Regions from separate parts of the Mus musculus genome. Here regions 1 and 3 are each linked to region 2. A link is a contact called in public HiChIP or PLAC-seq data. All regions are on one chromosome and are shown on one strand. The core of a region is the stretch at or near the end of the contact, and the rest is flanking DNA. Distances in the headings are between cores, read along the strand shown.

Region 1 (4,213 bases), core at 420-2,919, 190 kb after region 2:
CTTGTACACAAGCCAACCAGCAAGGAGTGAAGTTAGAGAGAAGAGCCAGGAGAAGGAAGGCTGGGCTTGCACGTCCTCCTTCCTTCCCTCTGTAAGATTCTCAGCCTCTCTAGATCCTTGTCAAACCTAGTCTACCTACATTTCAGTACCAGTATCTGAACCCGGCAGACAGTGACTAAATCCGCAAACTTCCCTGTAATCTTGTTTTTCAAATATAGGGGGCTTTCTATTCTGTTCCAGTTAGCAGCAAAATGGCACTTCTCTTACTGTCCCCATCCTGGCTCGCCAATACACAAACAGCTTACACACTCATAAAAAAAAAAAACAAACCAGATATACCAGAACTTATCAAAACAAATGCACATATACATCCAGAGATATTTTGTTTATTCTTCATCAGTAAAATGTACAAATGCACCTAAATGCACAAGAAATATACAGGGAGAATGCACACACTCACCCAGACTAGACATGCATGCAGTGCCCAAAACATGGGGGAAGAGATACAGAAACACATCTCTCTCAAAGTATGAAGACCTTCTGAGAGGGGATTCCTTGGAGTGGGGCGCTGGCCATTTAAGATAGTGATCAGTTTTACTAGTCTTTGTAGGGTACCTAGGCTGCTGCCCTTCCGAACAGTGTCCAGGGTGAGGGTGGAGGGTACCTAACCAGGCTGGGCTGTAGCTGGCCAGGGTGATGGTCGTTACACAGCAAGGAAACATATCACAGAACCCCGCTGAGGGGCCTCTGTTGCTTCTACCCACACCCATGCCTGCGCACAGACACACCCTCTTCACACCTAATCCCCCACCCCACCCCTCACAAACACACACCCGGGATTTGAGCAGGCCACGCCCTCTGCTTCAGCTCAGCTGGGAGCCAGGCTCCACTGGCAGTAGGGCTCTCCCGTACCCCGGGTGTGGCTGCCCACCTGCCAGCAGGGAGTCTCCACTCAGCTAAGACGCCCCCGCCGCTGCTGCTACCCACTTCCTCGGCCAGTGCCGGGCTCCGGGCGACGCCAGCGCCTCGGCTGCCGCCCCCACCCCCTTCCTCCCGGCAGTGCGGAGACAAAGCCGAGCACACGCACACAGGGGCTACGCGGGTGCACACCCGCCCTCACACGCGCACACACACGGGGAGTCACACTGGCGTGCACACAGCGAAACACACACACACGAACACTCACATACACCCGCCATAGGCTTCAGCCACAAGCGAAGCCATCATCAGCATAGGCACACTGCCTCATCCAGATGTACACACTGTTACACATTGGGACACACCCTCTCTAGGCACATCTCCGGATAAGCAAACCAGGGCACACAGACCCTTACCAGATTAGTACACCACCCAGCCCCTTACTCAGATGCACACGCACGTACACACCACTTGCACCGACCCACAGACACACGCGCGTTCACATTAAACGCACACCCGGAGATGTGGACCCCGACACGTACCCGCAAAGACACGAATCGTAGCTTCGGCCACGCACGTCCTCCAGCACGCGAGCTCGGGACGTAGCAACAGCCTGCTCGGTCTCCGCGCCCTGCTAACCTGGCGGCGGCGGCGCGGCTTCCGGGAGCCGTCTGTCTGTCTGTCTCTGAGTCCCTTCGTCCAGTGGCCGCCCAGGCAGGCTCCAAGACGCTCCGGAGCTGCGCAGAAATGCCCCGCTCGCTCTCTCGCTCGCTCGCTCGTTCGCTCCCTCCCACGGCGCTCAGCCCCCTCCCCGCCCGCTCCGCACACCCCCTCTCCCCCTCTGCCCCGCCCCGCCAGCTCCCTGGGAGGAGGCGGCGGCGATCCGGGCCAGGCAGCGTCCGAAGGGTGTGCGAGTAGCGAGCGCGACCCACTGGCCCCAAGAGCCGAGCTGCCCAGGAGCAGGCGCGTCCGATCCCAGGGAGGGGAACTCGGAGGGGTGTGCGCCCCGCGAGCCCGCGCCGCTGGCTTCCCCCACGTGGGACAGACGCCCACCAGAGCCTAGGCAGAGCTCAGAGGCCGAGGCGAGCAGCGGGACCACGAAGACGAGACTCTCCACGGAGCCTCCTCTCCCTCCAGGTCCCAGCCCCGTGGGCTCGGCCTTACTCCACCTCCTAGAGAGTCGCCACCGGCACCAAGTCTGCTTCACCTCGCCTTTGACTGAGAGCTTGGCGTTCAGGCCGGTAGCCTGGGCTAACCTGGGGGACCAGCAGCACCACTGGCCTCCACTCCCTCCAGCAGGGACCTGGCCGACGCCCACTACCCTTCAGCCTCCCTCCTATTGTTCGGGCGGCCTAAGCTGCGGAGCTGTGGAGGACCACGCAGCTCTTTCCAACCAGTCTGAGGTGGCAGTCCTTTGGCACTCTTTGGAAGCAAGGGCCGAGCCCCTGGTCCCAAGACCCTGGGGACCCACAGGCCCAAGCATGCCCAAAGTCAAGCGTTTCTCTGAATTATGATTATATCCGCCCTGGACCTTACAGGCTCCTGCCGGAAGGTACTGCTTTGAACACACACGTAAAGCTAAGCATAGGAAAAGGACAAAGTAACGAAAACAGTGAACCTAGAATAGTATCCATAGAAGGTAGGGCGTCTATGGGGTTAGCTGAAGAAACTGAGCTTGGGTTCCCAGAGCAAGGGCCAGACCTCAGAAGGCCAGGAATACCAAGCCTCCTTTGTTAGACTTTGAAGGGAAGAAAAGGAAGAAGTAAATGTAAGAACTTACCGGGTTTTATTAGAGGCCTCTGCATGGGTAACAACCTAGGCAAATGACTCCAAAATGTAAACACCTTCACCTCTTGTGACCTTACCTTATCTTAAGTGGTAGCTGGGATCCACCTGAGTCTGCCCCAGGTAGCACAGAATCAAAGGCTAGGCCAGTAATTCTGGTTCTTCACTGCGGTCCCATCTCCTCCTCCCCACCCCCACCACTCTGCTACAGGATGCTAAGAGCAGATTGGAATCAAACAGCTGAATAGATAAATCCAGAAGGGGAGGCCTGGTTTGGACCTCCAGGGACATTGATAAACTGAGAGGACAAAACTAAGGAAACCAAGGCCCTACCTAAGACAGGACTCAGCAGTGCTCACTCAGCCGCTCCACTGCATGGAAGAAATACTTCCATGTCTCATTTCATCTGTACAGTTGCAACAGACGGTAGCCGTGAGCACAAAGTCACTAAGGAGCTTGGAAAGGGGCAGAGGCAGGATCCTGGACGTTGATTTTGAACTCCCATATTTAGCCATCAGGCCAGCCCTGAATGTGAGGTGGCAGTAATTGACCTACTCCAGTCAGCACCCACCATGACAGGATTCTGTTTATGGGTGTTTTCTGTCTCCATGTAGTTTCCTGATACCAAGCACAGACCCTGATTCGGAGACCTAATTTGTTAAACAACTATCTCATGGCATGGGCATGGCTCCGATGCCCTCTGCTCTGGGGCGAGGGACTGTTATCACTGGTTTTAGATGAAGCGGAGGAAATCTGAACTGCTAATCAGATCTGCTGCTGTCAGGAGGAGATAGAGACAGAGAGGAAGAGACAGCGAGAGACAGAGGGGCAGAGAGAACACTGTGGAAACCAGAATAAGTTTCCAGAAGATCTCGACAGGCTTGAAGACTGAGCTGGAACTTACAGAAGGAGCTGCCGTGCAGAATAAGTGTAAGGTATGATCCGGCGAGAAATTTCTATGATCCTACTGTCTGCAGCCACCGGCTACCTGTGGCTACTGCGCAGTTAGGATGTGACCGGTGCACTGAGAAACTTCACACCTAATTTTATGTTCTTTACAGTTAACAGTCACGTGGGGGGCTGGTAACAAGAGTGAGTGTCTCCTTGATATCATCATGCTCAAAACGTGGTCTAGAAGAATCTAGATTAAGAGCAGTTTCCATGAAAATAGATTCAAGATTTTTACTTGACCTTGAGCTCAATAATGCAATGTGGTGTGGCAAGAGGGTGAATACATTCTGTCAACCAAAACTAGAGCTGCAAGCAGCTTCTCCGGTTGCCCTAGAGAGATCCCAGCTGGACCACAGGACTCAACTCTAGACCCCACGTCTGAGAGAGACACTCACACTGAAGCATATCTGAAGGAGGGGACCAGAATGCTGAGGACTTGAGCATCACGTGACATGTGTAAGTGGTCTGGAGAAGGGTGTGGTGGCTGTCTCCAGCCATCTGCAGGCTGTCACCCAAAAAGGAAATGTGATCTGTTCCCTATTACTGTATTTATGTCTAC
Region 2 (4,466 bases), core at 780-3,279:
GGGGAGGGGCGAGACCCTGCTCTCTGCTGGGTAAAGGGCAGCGGACAATATCCCTCAGTGTGTAGGTACGCTGGCATTTATGAAGCCAGATGCCTGTGAGCCACAAAATCCTAACAAGATGCCAGTGGGTGCCCCGATACACTAGATACGTCACTGAGTCCTCTGAAAGCTCCCAAGTACACGTTCCACCCTCAGCCCCTGAGTGCTGCGCAGCCTTCCTTCAAAACAGCAAGTTCGGCTGCCAAGCAGCCGTGCGCCGGCCCGGGGCACAGCCCTCAAACCTGCAGCTCATCTCTGGCTGACACCAGCAGGATAGTCCTGGGTACCGGGTTCTGTAAGTCAGTCATCAGGCCCTGCCTACCCCACACTTTCTCTTGACTCGGGGCCCTGCCCACCTACCTCTCCAGTGCCCAGCCTAGCTCCACCTGGCCTAAATGGACGAGGGCTTCGCGGACACCACTCACAGGCACACCGGGCATTGCCCAGCTTCCGGAGAACCCACACACTCTATCCCACCCCAACCCCAATACAGACACAGGCACACACGCCTGCCCCACGTGCACAGACAGCATCGTCAGAAGCTACTGGGAACATACTCGGAGCTTGTTGAGCAGTCGCTGAAGCCCAGCTGAGGGGGAGGATGGCCCCCCAACCCGAGCCTCGGCTATCAGCCCGGAAGCCAGCTCTGCGGCCCCACCCAGTCCCGCTGTCCTTAACAGTCTGGCTCAGGCCCCTCGGACCACCCTTGGCCCAGGCAGCCCACAGTTTTCTATACCAGAGGAAGGGGAGAGAGGTAGCCACCTGAGGGAAGAATTCCACAGACTCCTCCAACAGGCATTCTGACATGGTCCTGTCTGGTGAAGCCACAGAGGCAGAGGGACCGGACCCTCCCCCACCGCACAGGAGGTGCCAAGAGTAGAGGCGGGGCAGTCCAGCCTCCTTAGGGCTGGGGACTGCAGCCCCCTCCCCCTCTGCATTTTCTACTTCCAAGCAGGTGGAGGTGCTGGGACATTCCCCCCCCCCCCATCAGCACAGTCCTCCAAGCGTAAGGTTCCCCATCCTTTGGGTATCTCCGCCACAACTGGCCTTCACCCACCCACCTACCCACCACCCTTCCCCCATTTCATTTTCCCCCACAACATCAACAGTCGGTGACAGCCCTTTCCGCAACACAGGCAGCATAGAAGAACGCGAGAAAGGAGATGGATGAAGGGCTGGATGGGGAATCCGACAAGGCAAGCTCTGCCCAAGGAGGCCCAGGGACCATCACTTGCCCAGGTAGCACATGTCCCCTCCCAGCAGGCCCTGCACATCTGGACCCAGCTGGCCTCCGCAGCCACCTGGTCTATCCTCCACCCGCTCTGTACGCGAACCCCCGTTCCCGCGGGGCGCCGCACGTGGGGGCCTCCCGTGGCCATGTGAGCGGCCCCCCCACAGCCCAGGTGCCAGGGTCGCTCGGCCCCTCCCGGGCAGACGAGCGCTCCGGGGGCGATGCGGCGCGGGGTCGCCCGCCCCCTCCCCGGATGCCCGGTCCCGGGGAGATCCCGGGAAGGGAGTACGAGCGTGCGGCAGGCTGAAGGCAAGGAAGCCCCGGCCGCCCGGACACGCGGCTGGGAGGGGGCTGCCGCTGCCAGCCGCCTGCGGATGGAGGGCCGGGAACCGCTCCTGCGCCCCGGCCAGGGAAGGGCCGACAGCATCGGAGGGGCCGGCCCGCGTCGGTCCCCAGGCCCGGGCGCCACTGCCCGTCAGAGGATCCGGGAGACCCCGTCGCTGAGCGCATCTGTCCCGGGGTCTGCCCGCGGCTGGGGGCTGCCCCCGATCTAGCCTCGGAGGAGGGTCTTGACGCGTGCCACCCCCGCGCGCTCACCTGCGCCCTGCGCTCGACCGCCTCGGTCCACTCGGCCTCTGCGCTGCGCCCGCTCCGCTCGCTCGCTCGTTCCGCTCGCTCTAAGCTTCGCTCGCCTAGGCCCCGGCCCCGGCCCCGGCCCGCGGGCGCCCCATGCCTCTCCTCCGGCCGGCGCGGCGCCCCAGATGCGGCTGCGGGAGGAGGAGCCGCGCGGCCCCGGCTCCCCGAGAGCGGCGGGGAGGGGGCGGGGGGCGGGGAGACGCGCGCGGGGGAGGGGGCCGCGCGGCTGCGCCCAAAACCAGGCGCGGATCAGGCCGGGGGCCCGGGGCTGCGGGGGACCGCGGGGGCCGCTCGGGGCCCGGCGCGCCACCCCCGCCGCCCGCCCGGGGAAGGGAAGGGGAGGGGAGGGGCACCGCGGCTGCGGACGCTGGGTGTGTAGCGGAAAGAGCGCTTGGGAATCTGCGACCGATCGTCCAGAGAGGGCAGACTACCGGAGCGAGGTTACACAGCGCTGGCCGCGGTGGCGCGCGAACTTGGAAACCTGGGTTATTGAGTGGGTCGGCAGGAAGGTGTTTTGGCTGCGTTCACTGTGGGGTAGGAAAACTGAGGCACGGGAAAGATGCGGCTGGTCTGGGTCTCGCTGCGGGAGTCAGGCTTCTTCTCACCCCTCTTTCTCCCGTTAGGGTTCTTGCCTCTAGGATCGGGTGCCCCCTCCCGGTGACCCGCTTCCTGGAGAACCCTTGTTTTGGGCAGCAGTACCTGGCTGGCTAACGCATCTCTGGAATTCGTGGCCGGGCACCTGTCCTCCCTCTCACGGGGGCTCTGTGATCACGGACCATAGTCCGTGCTTCTCCCTGAGCTCGTTTTTCTACCCGCACAATCGGGACCACATAAGCATCTACCTCCTTAAGAAACCGAAGAGATAAAGAATAGAGGTAAGCTCTTCGTACTGGATCATGGCATTCAATAGGTGTCAAATGGATGTGCCTCCTCCCCTGGCTCCCACACAGCTGTCCCTGGAGAATACTAGGTATGCAACTGAGGCTCCTCCAGGCCTCTTTCTTCTCTTCCACTGCCTGCCCACCCTCCTCACATCTCTACCCCACTATTCTAGTCCTAGCCTCTCCTCTTGCCTGAGCCTGCAATGCCCTCCCACCATCTCTCAGTGACAAACTCCTACTCATCCCTCAAGACCCAGAGCAATTTCATGTACCAGCTTCTCACACTACTGGCCCACCCATGCCTCCCTTCAAAAAAAAAAAAAAAAAAAAAAAAAAAAAACAACCAACCTTCCCTTTCTCCCAGGGTTTGTGCTGTTTGGACTCCCACCAACTACAGCTACTGGCCCAGAGGAGATCTGCCATGACCCATGCTGCAGGAATTGGCTTCCTGGCTAAGATAGGCAGAGGAAAGGTCAGTTTGGAGTCCTAGAGGAGGGTGAAGGGCAGGAGAGGAGGGACTGTAGGTTCAGGCAGCTGTCACTGGAGAGGAACAAGGTCCCTTCCCTTGGGTAGCTAAGAAGACCTCTATGGATTCGGAAGCCTCTGGCAGGGCTGAACAGTGGCCTTGCACTGTGTAGCTGGCTAAAATGAGCAGGTGTCGACCGGCCTCAGAAAAGGGTTTCAGGGCCTTGTTCACCGAGGCTTTACAGCAGCACTGACTATAAGTGAAAAGCTGATCACAGTCTAAACAGCCGTTTGTCTGGAGCCGGGTAAAACAGTGACCACAGAAGGCTGTCCCCATGCCACAAGCCTCAAACATCTGTTAGGACGGGTCACAGAGCCACACTTGGCTTGTGAGGACTCAGAGATGGATTTCATGACTTGTGAGCTTCACCTGAATTCAATATGATCTTTAAAATAATAATAACATTAACAATAATAATAATAATAATATGTAATTGGATTTTTAAAAAAGCAAGTTGCAGCTGGAAGAATCGGACACATAGTTGGAAAACAGACAACATAAGGCTATGCATTATTTGGGGACACTGGCATATGTAATATAAGAATACACACAGGAGTGATGAATAGCAGATTTTGACAAGTAGTGGCCCCGAGGACAGGTGATGGGAGTGTGGTAGAGGCTTCAGTGTCCCTGAAACAGTGTGCAGTCTCAAGTGCCTGTTGTGCTGTTATCTAGACATTTGTAAACCAGATACATTTATATTGTGATAATACTTCTTGTTACAAGTCAGGCAGTGTCTAGGAAGGGAACAGGGAGTGGATGCGATACTGGTTCTTGAGCAGGGTTGTGGCGTGGACAGTGACTGGGAGAGACAGGAAAGGCCAGAGAGGCTGCTGGGGCTGTGCAGGGAAGAGGTGGGAAGGGGAAGACTGGAAAGAGGAGAGAGACTGAGAGAAAGAAACCACAGGCATGCTTGCAGAGGTAGGGGTCACAAGCCCACATGGCCACAGACAGGGCCTGCACAGGGCGTGAGTTCGAGTTACAGGGGTCTGCTACCCTCTGCACCAGCAAACTGTCACCCTAAAAAAGATGTCCCTATGAGGCCATGTCTTCTGGTTTTGCTGAGAGAAGCTAGCAATTCGGACATTTTAATTCATCTTTAGTTAATATACAAAATAATGGGCTCATGATGACATTAAACATTATCTCTCTG
Region 3 (4,605 bases), core at 1,423-3,922, 160 kb before region 2:
GGGCTCTCCTAGGAGGGGTCGGACCCCCCAGCTCTGTACTCTGATAATACCCTCCCCCATCCCTCCCCATCCCTCTCACTCTATGCCCCTGCACCCCTCCCCCATCCCTCTCACTCTATGTCCCTGCACCCCTCCCCCATCCCTCCCCATCCCTCTCACTCCATGCCCCTTCACCCCTCCCCCATCCCTCCCCATCCCTCTCACTCCATGCCCCTTCACCCCTCCCCCATCCCTCCCCACCCCTCTCACTCCATGCCCCTGCACCCCCTATCTCCCCCATCTTCTGCACAGTCTGTGGAACACAGCTGCTCTCCTCAGGGAGCCTGACTGGTCCCTTGTGGTTTCATCCTGTGCCCTCTGTCACTTCCTGTACATCGAAGCTCCCTCAAGTTGAAACTACAGTCCATTTAGACCTGGTGTTTTGGCTTCGGCCGGTCTCTCCCATCCCATTCAAACTCAGACCTTCAGTCGCCTCCTTAAAACCCCTCTCCACATCCCGAGAGTAAACCTCGATGCCCCAGCCTGGCATGAAAGGACCCAGTGTGCTCTCCCAGCTCCTGACTGATCCACTTTGTCTCCTCCTTGACCTCTAGCATTCCACAGCTGTTCCAGGACTTCCTTCCAGCCCCCCCCTTCTGTAGCTGTCCTCAGGCTGAGCTCTAGAGTCCCAGGGGTGCTGTTCTCCACCCTTATCTTGATAACAAACACTTGCGGACTCCCTCATCCTTCACCACTAGGGCAGCCCACAGCAGCAGGCTAGTAGAGGATTCTTCAGTGAAAGGTTTATGAGCTCCACTGTACAGATGGGAAAACTGAGGCCAGGGAAAGAATTCAACCTGATCCCATCATAACTTGTGGGGAAATACATCTCAAAACTTCTGTCTGCTTCCCCTCAGCTAGTCCAGGCCCCAGCACGTCTTCTTCTCTGCCCTGTGCTCTGTAGACCTTGGCCCAGGGCCTATGTCCTTCCTCCTCTATCCCTGCCTCTAATACCCTCTGGGCTGGGGTCATGGTCAGCTCCAGCAAGTCCCAGGGCCACATCTACCTGCAGTCTTGAGACTCTAGCTGTATAAAACCCAGTGAGCCCCACAGCATGCACCAGGCTTTGGGGTTCCTTTGTGTAGTGCTGGGTGGGAATTGGTAAGAACCGGGGGCAGAAATGTTGTCCCTGGAAGCTGTCCCCCATCTCCTGTGGCCCAGGCTGAGATGGCCATCAGCTAGCTTTCTTCCTTTTCCTTTCTTTCTTTCTTTCTTTCTTTCTTTCTTTCTTTCTTTCTTTCTTTCTTTCTTTTCTTTCTTCCTTCCTTCCTTCCTTCCTTCCTTCCTTCCTTCCTTCCTTTCTTTCTTTCTTTCTTTCTTTCTTTCTTTCTTTCCTGTCTGTCTGTCTGTCTGTCTGTTTTGTTTTGTTTTTCTTGTTTTTTCGAGACAGGGTTTCTCTGTATAGCCCTGGCTGTCCTGGAGCTCACTTTGTAGACCAGGCTGGCCTCGAACTCAGAAATCCACCTGCCTCTGCCTCCTGAGTGCTGGGATTAAAGGCGTGCGCCACCATACCCGGCTCTGTTTTGGTTTTTTGAGTCAGGGTTTCTCTGTGTAGCCCTGGTTGTCCTGGAACTCACTCTGTAGACCAGGCTAGCCTCGAACTCAGAAATCCACCTGCCTCTGCCTCCCAAGTGCTGGGATTAAAGGCGTGCACCATCACTGCCCGGTTTGGCCATCAGCTTTCTTAGCCCATCCTGTCTGCAGACCTCTAGGGCAGGCCCAGCTAGGCTCCCCTAGTGTATCCCTGCCCTCTCTACATCCCTGAGAGGCATCCCCCCCACACACACACACACAAAGGGAAGTGAATACCTGTGAGAGGGTTGGGAGCCAGGACACCACGCTAGGCTGGGGCCAGTGGGTGGCAGGTTTGGCTCTTGAAGGGCCAGGCACTTTCTAGACTTGGTTGAGTGACTTAAATTAGGAATAAGCTGTGTCCTTAACTCTGAAGCCATATGCTCCCCTCTCTGGGGTCCTAGACACCAAGGATCAGACAGCTGGAACTTGGCGCGGTCATGGCTAGACCATCCCTCCCTCCTCATTACTAGTCTCCATAGCTGGCTGTGCCAGATACCCTGCTTTCCAACCGGCTCATCAAGCAACCAGGGCGGCTGGAGGGTTGTGAAGAAGCCAAGACCCCCTCATCCCACCGTTCTCTAGTGCACACAGCACTGGAGATAAGGAAGGCATGAGGTGGTTACCATCCCTCCTGGGGTAGGGTTTGCAAAACTGGGTGTGAGCGCTGTGCTTCCGTAGGGCTCAATTTCCTCTGCCACACACAGTTTCTTGGGTCAGGGATGCCCTCAACCCCCTCACTGGCATCTCTACAGGCAGGTAGCCTGGAGTTTCCAGGCTTGGTGTGTTAGGCTCTTTAGCAAAAGGACACTCTGGATCCTTGTTTCCTTGCCCAAAGACCAGTTTTCCGGGGCGCAGAACCACCAGTTGCTCAGTCCCAGGCCAGGGTCCCCTTTAGGACCCAAGCAAGGCAGTAGCCCCAGCCCACACCACTAAGCATGCCACAGCCCTCAGAAGGCCGGGTGAGGTTCAGCCTGACCACCTACTGTAGCTGCCCGGGTGCTGAGTGGGCTCCCACCTGCTGCAGAGAAGAAAAGTCCTCGGCGCTGTTGCGGTGCTTCGAGAGTTGGCTGGCAGCAGCTCCGACCGATGCTCGATGCTCGGAGCTCTGGGGGCGGAGCCGGGGCTGGAGGGTCCGCAGGCCGCCCGGCCTTACAAGGCAGAAGAATGCGCGGGGGTGGGGTGGGGGCGGGGCTGAGGCAGCCAGCCCGGCCTTATTAGGCCTCTGCTTGCAGGCTGAGAAGCTGGGGTGCCCCTGGAATAGCCCCCCTCGACGCAGCCTTTCTCTGGGTCGGCCCAGGCTGGGGCATGGAAGCAGATTGAGGTGTCAAGACTGGCAAGAAGGGCGGAGCCTTCAGCGTTTCCCAGCTCTCCGACCCCCTCTTGTCCCAGAGGCCCCTGCTGTGTCTGGTGGAAGGCTGGCTTTCACCCGGCCAAGTATGGTCCTTTTTTTTCAGGGAGACTCAATCCTCACAACAGCGGCCATCACTCTTTCCCTAGGGCTTTCTGGCATTCAGTTACTTTGTAAATAGCTGCCTGGCTCCGCAATGGGGCAGGCAACTGATCCATCTGCCTAGGGAGCCCTGGGAGCCTGAAACCGCCTACATCCCGGGACAGTTCTGAGCTCGGCTGAAAAGGAGTTAAGGGTGATGCTGGGAAATGGAGCCAGATTGAGAGGAGATGGAGCCAGATGCGGTGGTTCATGCCAGTAATCTCGGCATTTGAGAAGCTGAGGCAGCAGGATTGCCAACATCGAGTATAGTGTAGGTTCCAGGTCAGTCTGAGCTATGGAGCAAGGTTGTCTAAATAAATAGAAGGTAACAGTTTTTATCTGTCCTGGCAACATTAGAGGTAACAGTTGAAACACTTCCGGAACTAGAATTTGGGGAGTAGTTTAGCTTAGCGTAGAGGTCAGAAGTCACAAAGGAAAAGTAATGGATGTCAGTGCAGGAGATTTAGAGAGCGTATGGCACGCTCAAGGACAGGAGAGCAGACAGTAAGTGGGGGAGATGCTGGTTGGGCTTATGGGGCAGTGGGAAACTGGGCGACAAGGGGAGGGGTTCTGGAAACACTTCAGTGCTTCAGCCAATAGGACTTGAAAACGGACCAGACTGGAATGAGAAGAAAGTTGGCTCCAAGAATTCAATTCTTTTAAAAATTCTATTTATTCGTGATGAGAGTTGGTGTGGAAGTCAGTGGACTGTTGCAGGCCTGCCTGGCCACATACGAACAGCAAGTGCCATTACCAAGGAGCCTCTCTCACGCCCCAGCTCAGGATTTCAGTGGGGCAGCTGGAGAGAGTGCTGCCATTTTCTTAGTTGGGCAGCGTGGGCGTAGGCGGAGCAGATTTGGGAGAGATCCATTTTGTCTTGGATTTATTCATTTTTGGAAACTTTCTTTTGAGATAATTTCAAGCATACTAAGGTTCTAAGACTCGTATAGAAAACTGACTTCCTTGAGAGTCTCCAGTTGACCTTTGGCTCCTCACTCTTCCCTGTGGGAATATGCACATTGCCCAACACTTGATAGTGAATAAGATTTTAGTATATCCTAAAAGGAGGACTCTTTTACATATTGATAGTATATTATCAAAATCATAAGATTTAACATTGATTTAGGCTTTTAATTTATGACCTATATTCCAATTGTGCCAGATGTCTCAGTAATATCCTGTATGGAAATTTGTTCTGGTCCAGGTTGTGTGTGATGGGTGAGGTGCAGGTGCCATGGGCATCATTCTATGGAGCTTGAAGATGATGTCATGTAGCTGGAGGGTGATGTCATGGAGCTGGAGAATGTTGCCATGGAGCTGGAAGATGTTGTCATGGAGCTGGTTGTGGTGGATTGAATATGCTTGCTCAGGGAGTAGCACTATTAGGAGGTGTGGTCTTGTTGGAGTAGGTGTGGCCTTGTTAGAGGAAGTGTGTCACTGTGGGGGTGGGTTTTGAGACCCTCATCCTAGCTGCCTGGAAGCCAGTCTTCTGTCTGCCTTTG

Evidence for each region. HiChIP or PLAC-seq counts read pairs in DNA pulled down with a chosen protein or histone mark.
Region 1: a contact with region 2 is called in an H3K4me3 HiChIP or PLAC-seq map of embryonic stem cells, with 17 read pairs. The contact joins the promoter of Epb41l1 here to the promoter of Dlgap4 in region 2. A contact is called at or near these places in 8 of 39 promoter capture datasets (the HPC-7 cell line, HPC-7-derived erythroid cells, cranial neural crest and 4 more), 2 of 484 Hi-C or Micro-C datasets (both in embryonic stem cells) and 1 of 115 datasets of contacts at active chromatin or transcription factors (embryonic stem cells).
Region 3: a contact with region 2 is called in an H3K4me3 HiChIP or PLAC-seq map of embryonic stem cells, with 15 read pairs. The contact joins the promoter of Myl9 here to the promoter of Dlgap4 in region 2. A contact is called at or near these places in 3 of 39 promoter capture datasets (hippocampal neurons, neural stem cells and stem cell-derived epiblast-like cells), 2 of 484 Hi-C or Micro-C datasets (bone marrow-derived macrophages and cerebral cortex), 4 of 115 datasets of contacts at active chromatin or transcription factors (all in embryonic stem cells) and 3 of 9 other capture datasets (adipose tissue, liver and pancreatic islet).

What each region holds. Positions count from the first base shown.
Region 1 is chr2:156,418,547-156,422,759 of GRCm38.p6, reverse strand. Epb41l1 (erythrocyte membrane protein band 4.1 like 1) reads right to left here and starts at 1,669. Exons shown (of 25, transcript NM_001368800.1): 1 at 1,461-1,669.
Region 2 is chr2:156,611,260-156,615,725 of GRCm38.p6, reverse strand. Dlgap4 (DLG associated protein 4) reads right to left here and starts at 2,029. Exons shown (of 13, transcript NM_146128.6): 1 at 1,868-2,029. It overlaps Gm14169 (predicted gene 14169), which reads left to right and starts at 2,304. Exons shown (of 4, transcript NR_040372.1): 1 at 2,304-2,440; 2 at 2,530-2,781; 3 at 3,152-3,259.
Region 3 is chr2:156,773,531-156,778,135 of GRCm38.p6, reverse strand. Myl9 (myosin, light polypeptide 9, regulatory) reads right to left here and starts at 2,672. Exons shown (of 4, transcript NM_172118.1): 1 at 2,630-2,672.